3 separate regions of the Sus scrofa genome follow, and regions 1 and 2 are each linked to region 3. Evidence: chromatin contacts called from public Hi-C data. All regions are on one chromosome and are shown on one strand. The core of a region is the stretch at or near the end of the contact, and the rest is flanking DNA. Distances in the headings are between cores, read along the strand shown.

The links. A called contact is a pair of places that touch in the nucleus more often than the background predicts.
Region 1: a contact with region 3 is called in a Hi-C map of skeletal muscle, with 2.8 times the contacts expected there. The contact joins two enhancer-like sites. A contact is called at or near these places in 2 of 47 Hi-C or Micro-C datasets (embryonic fibroblasts and skeletal muscle).
Region 2: a contact with region 3 is called in a Hi-C map of skeletal muscle, with 4 times the contacts expected there. The contact joins two enhancer-like sites. A contact is called at or near these places in 4 of 47 Hi-C or Micro-C datasets (embryonic fibroblasts, fibroblasts, liver and 1 more) and 1 of 2 datasets of contacts at active chromatin or transcription factors (skeletal muscle).

The regions. Positions count from the first base shown.
Region 1 is chr7:10,704,327-10,707,048 of Sscrofa11.1, reverse strand. No RefSeq gene overlaps it. Among named protein-coding and RNA genes, the nearest start is that of MIR9807, 54 kb to the left of the region's middle. Within about 2 kb of position 1,303, at least 4 of the 83 cell types and tissues checked have an H3K27ac peak or open chromatin away from gene starts, as enhancers often do. A contact at or near this core is called in skeletal muscle, where this site is marked.
Region 2 is chr7:10,656,217-10,659,007 of Sscrofa11.1, reverse strand. The region is part of intron 3 of LOC106507125 (a long non-coding RNA gene); the gene reads right to left. Among named protein-coding and RNA genes, the nearest start is that of MIR9807, 100 kb to the left of the region's middle. Within about 2 kb of position 1,282, at least 22 of the 83 cell types and tissues checked have an H3K27ac peak or open chromatin away from gene starts, as enhancers often do. A contact at or near this core is called in skeletal muscle, where this site is marked.
Region 3 is chr7:10,506,283-10,509,007 of Sscrofa11.1, reverse strand. The region is part of intron 2 of LOC106507125 (a long non-coding RNA gene); the gene reads right to left. Among named protein-coding and RNA genes, the nearest start is that of CD83, 160 kb to the right of the region's middle. Within about 2 kb of position 1,322, at least 5 of the 83 cell types and tissues checked have an H3K27ac peak or open chromatin away from gene starts, as enhancers often do. A contact at or near this core is called in skeletal muscle, where this site is marked.

The DNA.
Region 1 (2,722 bases), core at 54-2,553, 200 kb before region 3:
GAAGGGATGTGCGCCAGGATCACCTTTCTGGTGGTGAAACATGGGTACTCCTTGCACTTGTCATGGCCCCGACGTGCTAATCCAGGATTCCCTCATCACTCAGTACATTTTTATTAAGGACCTGCTGTGTCCTAAGGACTGCGTCGTCCGCTGCGAACACAAGGCCCCTCCCCCAGGGATTTATAGCGGGTTAAGTGCCCGGGTGACCTAACAGGGAGGCACTGGGGGGCGGGAGGGATGACAGGGAGAGCCGAGTGGGGTGTGATGGAGAGGTAAGCAGAAGCCGAGGGGTGCTAAGTGTAGCCCCCGAGTGATTCAACACATCGGATTGAGAGGTCCCAATTCCCCTTCGAAAAAGATGGCCAGGACGGCCGTGGGCACGAGGGACTGCGGGAGGTCAGGGCCGAGCAGAGCATCGAGTGAGGAGGCGGCCGTGGTCCGGGTGAGAGGATGGGGTGGGCGGTCGACGCTGACGGACGAGCACAGGGTGCTCTCCTCGCGGGCCCGTGGCCGCAGGCAGGAGAGGCCGCCTGGGAGAGGGGCTCGCCAAGAGAGATGCGCTGATAACCTCAGCAGCTCGAGTTTGGTCCAGGCTCTGCGGGAACCTCCCTACGGCCAGGACGATTAAAGGCTCTAGAGGGGAAAGAGACACACTTCCCTTGAGGGCACCAGGGAAAGGGGCTGGCAAGCCGGCCCTGTGTGGATGGGTTGGGGCGGCCCTGCGTGGAGACAGGGGCCTGCAGTGGGGAACCCGAAGTCATCGCAGGCGTGGGTCCCCACCTCTGGTGCTTCGTGTGCACGCTGGCCGAGCCGCTTCCCTTCCCAAGGTGTTGTCCCCTACAGCAGCCACTAGCCCCACAGGGCCACTTAAATGTAAATGTATTAAATTTAAAATTGACATTAAATTAAAATTTATAAGTGAATTAAATTTTAAATTGAAATTAAATTTAAAATTTATAAGCGACCCCGTCTATGGTGTTTTTTTTGGGACAGCAGCCTGAATGGGCTCAGGATGCCTTGCCTGCTCTCCTGGACCCCCTGCGACCTTCCCTCGTGGGTGGCTTGCCCTTGCCCAGGGCCATCCTCATGGGTGGGGACCCCAGGGCCTCTCTACCCCATGTCTCACAGCCACCCACCAGCCCTACTCCCTCCCAGGCCAAGAACCCGCTCTTGGACCAGCCGTGGCCCCTTTTGCTAAGGTCAGCAGGTAGTATGTTCCAGAAGAGGCTGTGACCCAGGGGGCAGAGAGCCTGGACAGAGAGCAGGAATCATGTGCTTTGTGCTCCGCCTCCGCAGAGACCGGCTGGGTTTCTTAAGGGTGAATGTGGATGTGGGCCTTGGAGGCCTTGGAGGCCCACAGGAGAAAGAGGACGGAGGGGAATGTCACTCCCGGGGCCGTGAAGGAGTGACGGGGCCTCAGAAGAGAAACAGTAAATTAAAGACAAGGTGCACGAATGGCGTGCTTTCCCTGTACTTCAGAGAGCAGGTTCCATCTATATTTCAACACCCGGCACGCTCAAGAATGGAGCAGACACACACGTGCTTGCAAAACCAAAACACAGCTGGTAGGTCTAATTTTAGGTCCCTAAGCGTTGGCAGTGTCCCTTCATCCAGTGAGCGCTGTCTGATCTCCCAGAGTCTGTGCCAAGAGCCAGACTCCGCCAAGCTCCCTGACAGTCCTGTGTGCAAGCCGGAAGGTGGGTGGCGCCCCTCTGGGCCTGGGGTCCCCAGGAGGGGGATCCATCATGACAAGGGGATGGGGCGGCCCTTCTTGCAGGCTCAGTCCGGGGCCTCAACTTGTTTGGGGGAACCTCTAAAAAATAGCAGTTTGAAAAGTAGTCTTGGGGAGTTCCCGTCGTGGCGCAGTGGTTAACGAATCCAACTAGGAACCATGAGGTTGCAGGTTCAATCCCTGGCCTCACTCAGTGAGTTAAGGATCTGGTGTTGCCACGAGCTGTGGTGTAGGTTGCAGACGTGGCTCGAATCTGGCATTGCTGTGGCTCTGGCGTAGGCCAGTGGCTACAGCTCCGATTCGACTCCTAGCCTGGGAACCTCCACATGTCGTGGGTGTGGCCCTAGAAAAGAGAGAAAGACAAAAAAAAAAAAAAAAAAAAAGAAAGAAAGAAAGAAAGAAAAGGAGTCTTGGAAAGAAAAATGTAATCATACCAGGTTCACCCAGCAGGTGCGTTCGGGAATAGAGAGGGGCTTCAGGAATAAACTGTTTGCCCAGAATCATGCTTGCATGGAATATAAACTCTCCATCTTGCCAGGAATGATCTGAGGAATGAGGGTCCCGTCTGACAGGAGTTTCTAGAACCGTGCTGCTTGGGTCTGAATCTGGTTCTGTCATTTAGCAGTTACATGACTTGAAGTGATGGCTTAACCTCTCTGTGTCTCAGCTTCCTCATCTGTAAAATGATGCTGACCGTGGCGCCCACCTTCTAGTGGAACCTGCAGGAGTGATGTGACAGATGAAGGAGGTGACGCCTCTGCGGTTAGAACGGTGCCTGGCACAGAGCAAGCATTCAGGAGGTGTCAGCTATTACAGTGAACTGATTCTTTCGGTTTGGGGCACTTAGCGTTGCTAGCATGGCAAGACGGCAGAGAGGAAAATGTGTCTGCCTGGGTTCAAAGTCCAGGTCTATCACTAACCAGCTCTGTGAACTTGAGTACGTTAAGCTCTTTGTGTCTCAGTATTTTCATGGGCAAAATGAAGCTCGTG
Region 2 (2,791 bases), core at 33-2,532, 150 kb before region 3:
ATGGGAGAGGCCAGTCCGCCTCCTTCCTGAAATTTGCAGGAAACCCCCTTAAAGCGGGGCTGGTGGCAGCTGTATTTTTCGGAAGGTTCTGCTTTGGCCAGATAAGGGACATTCAGATAGGATTTCAAATATTTTCACTTTAAAATAATTTTATACTCAAACTATAATTATATATATATATACACACACACACGTATATTATATATATATACACACACATACATGTGTACATACATAGCAGTTCATACAAAAATGTATAAATATAAAAAGTACATATGTATATATGTATGAAGAAAGAAAGAAAAGAGTTGTTTCCCAGTAGCTCAGTGGGTTAAGGATCTGGTGTTGTCACTGCTGTTGTGCGGATTTGAGCCCTGACCCAGCTTGGGGTCAGGTTTGGTCTAAAAAAAAAAAGGAAAAGAAAAGAAAGGAGGAAAAAAAAGAAAAAAATGTTTCTAGTAATCAGGCATGAGCTACTGATTCACAGGATGGTTACAGCATTTCTGCACCTTCCGGGTCCACAGTGAATCAGCTCCAGGAGGAGGCCGACATCACTCTTCACTTCTATCTTCTCAATCTCCCTCTGTCTTTTCTCTCATCCTCCACCATTTGCTCCCTTGCGGCTGCAGGCTCAGGCCAGGGACAGCTGAGGAGGCGGAAGGGCAGCGTGTGAGTGTAGGTGTGTAGGGGTGCTTTGCTGAGGGTCCTTATTTTCTGATGGGGCAGCCTCAGGCTCTTAGGTCCACCTGGAGTGACAGAGGAAAGGAGTTCCATGTGGCTCAAGTCTCCGCCCTCTGAGTCGATGGCCCAGGGACTCTGAAGCACCAGTAGGGCAGGTCACCTTCTGGGACGTGTCAGCAGGTGGGGCAAGACCCGGAGGAACCTGGGCTCTGACCTCACTGGGACCCACAGGCTGGGACACGTGGCTGTAGACTCCCTGCTGAGACTGTCCACAGAGTCTAAGAACGCTTACCTCTTGCTACATTGCTCTCCTCCCCTGACTCCCCCATAGAGCTCCCAGAGGTCATCCTGCACTTCCGGGCAAATAGCTTCGGGATGTTTCTCTCTCCTCTCTCTCACCCTTGGGAAGGTAGGGGAGATCAACTTGTCACTCCCAAATATCTCTTTGGCACACGGCTTATTTCAAGCTGAGAACAATCAGCACCAGAAAGACTCAGGAAGAAACTGACCTTGCCCCTAACTACCTAAAAGCATTTAGACAGAGGGCAGGTTCCCAGAATAGAGCTGGCACCAGAGACATTCTCAAAGATTCCTGGCTGGGTCTGGCGGGAAACACGAGGCAGAGCCTAAAGATCAGAGTTGACACGGGTCCCATTGTCCCTGCAGGGCCAGCACACATTTACTTTCCAAACACTGGCTTTTCCATCTGCACGCCTTCCTCCCCTTTGAAGTCCTAAACCACCACCCAGCATCCCTTTCTGTCTTTGGCAGAAGACGCTATTTAAGGAGAGGGCTTCAGCCATTGCAGCCAGTGAAACAACTTTCCTGGGTCCCTCCCATGTATACACGTTATTCACCTTTTGTTGGATTTTCTCTCGTTCATCAGTCTCACGTCAGTCGAATTCTTAGAGCAGAAGAATAACCCAGAAGGGCGGAGGAAAATGTCTTCCTTCCCATCCAGGGGGACCACCCCTCCGGGCTCTGAATCCCATCCCACATCCTTCACCCCGTTTCTCCACTGCACACCACCCACCCGGGGCTCCCTGCACGTAGCCAGGATTTCACCAGCAAAGGGCAAGGCTGCCTGGGGGCTGATCTGTTTCTAAGACAAGGTGAAGACATTGCAGAGGGAGGGATAAAGCAGCCCTGGTCAAACTTGCGGCGAGTCTCTCGTGAGTGTTTTGCTTCTCTGGGTAGGAACGCCCCTGCTCCTGTTTATCTGGCCCAGGGGAAGTGCTGCGAGTAGACCTCTTGGCTAACAGGGATCCCTTTGCTCTGTGAAGAGGGCGATTACTAAACAATGACACTATTACCAAAGGAGCGCGGAGCTGGCTGGAGCCAAGCGATCTTGTACTCTAGGTTTACAGAGCTATAATTATCCAGAGTTTCAAAACACAATGGTATCTGCTGAAAGGGAAGGAACCAAGCAGATGAATGAGGCACATCCCGTGGACCGATGACTCCACGTGAATGGGGTGGCGATGTTTTTCAGTGTCACTCAAATTAACAAATGTGCTGAAAGGTTTAAGCAGAACAAATGCACAGGAGGCGGGGGTGGGGGGGAGTCAAATCAAGAAGAGGGATCTGTTTCCTAAGACCAACAACAGACTGGCTGGAAAAAGCATATTCCGGGCTGCTGCTGTGAACAGCAGTCAGGACGAATGAAGGCTTATGAGGGTTTGCCACGTGAAAATTGAAGCGTTTTCCAGTTGCCCTTTCATTTCAAAATAAACTCTTTTAACCTCCAGGGGACCCTGTGTGGAGGAGTGGGGGGAGTGGGCGGCCTTACTGGAGAGGTCCATGTAGTTTGCAGTTCTGAGGCCGTGCTGGACTGGAGGCACATCATACAGTTTGGTGGAAACTGGTGGTCAGGAGAGACCAGGGCCTTTAGCCTAAAAAGAGATTTGGCCCATACAGTAGAATTGGACTCTGCTTCGAGCATGCAGGTTTCAGTATGCCCTCTTCAGTAATGATCTGTCCCCAGACTAAGGATGGGCCACATGCTCAGGGCTCTTGAGGACTTTTTCAAGATCTACAACCTAAGTCAAGGTCTCTAGCCCACCTACTGCTTATGTTGGGGAAAAGTTCTTTCAGACAAAAAAACTAAAGG
Region 3 (2,725 bases), core at 73-2,572:
CACATTTTTTGCTGAATCAGACCATCAGATGGTAAGACTCTATTGATAGAGAATTCATTAACCATCCGCCTCGTGTTCGCCTTCATCGTAGAAACACGCGCGGCCTTTTTAAGCACACAGGATATACTTGGGAGCAACAGAGGGGCAGAGCTAGAGGTCACGGCCGTAGAGGGCTTGCCGTCTTCTGCCAGCTGTCACAGGGCCGTGTGGGCCAGAAAAGGCTCCTCTAGTTGGAAAGCTAAACTTGGCACATTTGGAGCAGTACGCAGGCTGATAGTTGCCTTTCTTTCTTCTTCTTCTTCTTCTTCTTTTTTTGCTTTGTTTTTTGCTTTTTAGGGCTGCACCCATGGCATATGGAAGTTCCCAGGCTAGGGGTCCAATCGGAGCTACAGCTGCCGACCTACACCACAGCTCATGGCAACGCTGGATCCTTAACCCACTAGGTGAGGCCAGGGATCAAACCTGCATCCTCATGGATACTAGTCAGATTCGTTTCCACTGAGCCATGACAGGAACTCCCCAGTGTGCCAATTTCTGCCATACAGCATCATGACCCAGTCACTATCTATACACGTTCTTTTTCTCATACTATCTTCCATCATGTTCTATCCCAAGAGACGGATATGGTTCCCTGTGCTGTACTGGAGGACCTCACTGCTTACCCATTCTAAATGTCACAGTTTGCAATCAACTAACCTCCAACTCCCTGCCCATCCCACTTCTTCCCCTGACCGTTTGGCCACCGCAAGTCTGCTCTCTGTGTCCATGAGTCTGAAAACCAGTTCAATAAACGCCGAATCTAACACTTTAGATGGTCCATAGACGCCGTGTAAAACATTGGTTACTAGCACCGCTTTGTCCAGTACCTGCTTTGCTCTAAGCACTGTGTCTGCCTTGTCGCACCGTGATCTAATGCCACACTCCAATGTCAGGAATGACTGGCTGGCAGGACTACCAATCAAAGAACTTCTTCCAAATTTTCGAGGCAAAGGGAGTGTCAGGGAGCCTGGACTAAGAAGGGATCACCTACCCCCCTCCTTCTGCAAAGACACGGAGGCGGAGGGCGGGGTGAGCTGGGTCGCGCACACAGAGGCCTCCTGCTCCAAAGCACCCAGAGCTCAGCTGTGCCTTCAGGGGGAATGCTACCACACACCCCGGCTGGGCCCACCCCATAGCAGCGGCTGCTTTGATCAAAGGCGCCACGCCACCCATGAGGGGCAGGAGGCAAAGCCACAAGCAGTGACAGGCTCCAAAGACAGCAGAGTCACGCTCGAGCAGAGTGAAATCTTCGCAAGCGTTCAGTCTGGGAAAAAACCCAGGAGCTGCGTCAGCTCAGCCACCCCCGCCAGCAGTGAAAAGGAAAGGAACACACAGGAAGGCAGGCGGCTTCCGGCTCTGGGTCGGGGAGACAGCCAGTGTCCGGCTGAGCGCAGACCTGCAGAAAAGGTTCATTGAATCAAGAGGCCTTGAGCGAAGCAGAGCCAGGTTTGAATCCAGGCCCACGACTCCGCGTGCCTTTGGGCAAATCACTAAACCTCTCTGAGCCTCCTTCCTCATGAGTGACGACGACTGCTTCAGACACTCGCTGTGAGGACGTCATGAGATGATACAGGCACGAGCACGCACGCACACGCCCCTAGCACAGTGCCCGGCACATCGCAGCTGTTCCATAAACATTGATTTTCCTGTCACATCCTGCATCCGACAGTTTGGGAAAGCCATTTGGGGCAGAGGTTCCTGCTAGAGAGACCTTCGTTTATGGGTTAAATGTACTAGTAAGTACAGGTCTGAAGCCTACCCATCTGTTTAGAAGCCAGAATAGAAATCTAAGTCCACAGACTTCCCAGATGTACGTGCCCTGGGCTGCAAAGGCCTTAGGCTGCTCTCGCGGTTTCTATCAGTGCTCACCAGGCCCTGCAGACCAGAGCCTTCAGAACCTTCAATGCTCCTGCGAAACCACCCTGCCCCTTCCCCCTGCTCTCACTCGCCAGGAGCCGCCAGCTAAGCCTCCCGCACAGCCGGCCCTTCCTCCTGAACCGGGTTTAGCTCATGCTCCCCTTTCTATTCCTGCCTCTTGGGATCTGGTCTTTTGCTGGACGTCCTTCTCACACACGCGGAAAACTTGCTTCTTCGGTCAACTCTTGTTGATTCCTTGATTGGAAGCCCACGATCTGTTCTCCAGGAGATGTTTCCACACTGATGCTGCCCATCGATTGTGTCTCGTTTATGTCCACCTGTGTCTGCAGGGCCTGGGACGGACTGCCCTGCTCCGTGTCTCACCTCTTACTCTTCCCCAAGGTACACATATGCACACACGCCAAGCACCTGGGAAATCCTGTGAGCCACACTTGGTGATTCCTTTGTCATTTGCACACTGCTTATCTACAGGGAGGTCCTTAGAAAAAGGGAGAGCTAGATGTGAGGTAAGAGGAAGAACTTCTCTATGTGGCTCAGCAGGTTACAAACCTGACGAAGATCCATGAGGACGTGAGTTTGATCCCTGGCCTCGCTCAGTGGGTTAAGGATCTGGTGTTGCCGTGAGCTGTGGTGTAGGTTGCAGATGTGGCTCAGACCCCAGGTTGCTATGGCTGTGGTGTAGGCCAGTGGCTACAGCTCCAACTTGACCCCTAGCCTGGAAACCTCCATATGGCACAGGTGCTGCCCTAAAAAAGACAAAAAAAAAAAAAAAAAAAAAGGCAGCAGCAGCAGCTTTTCCTCCCCTGGC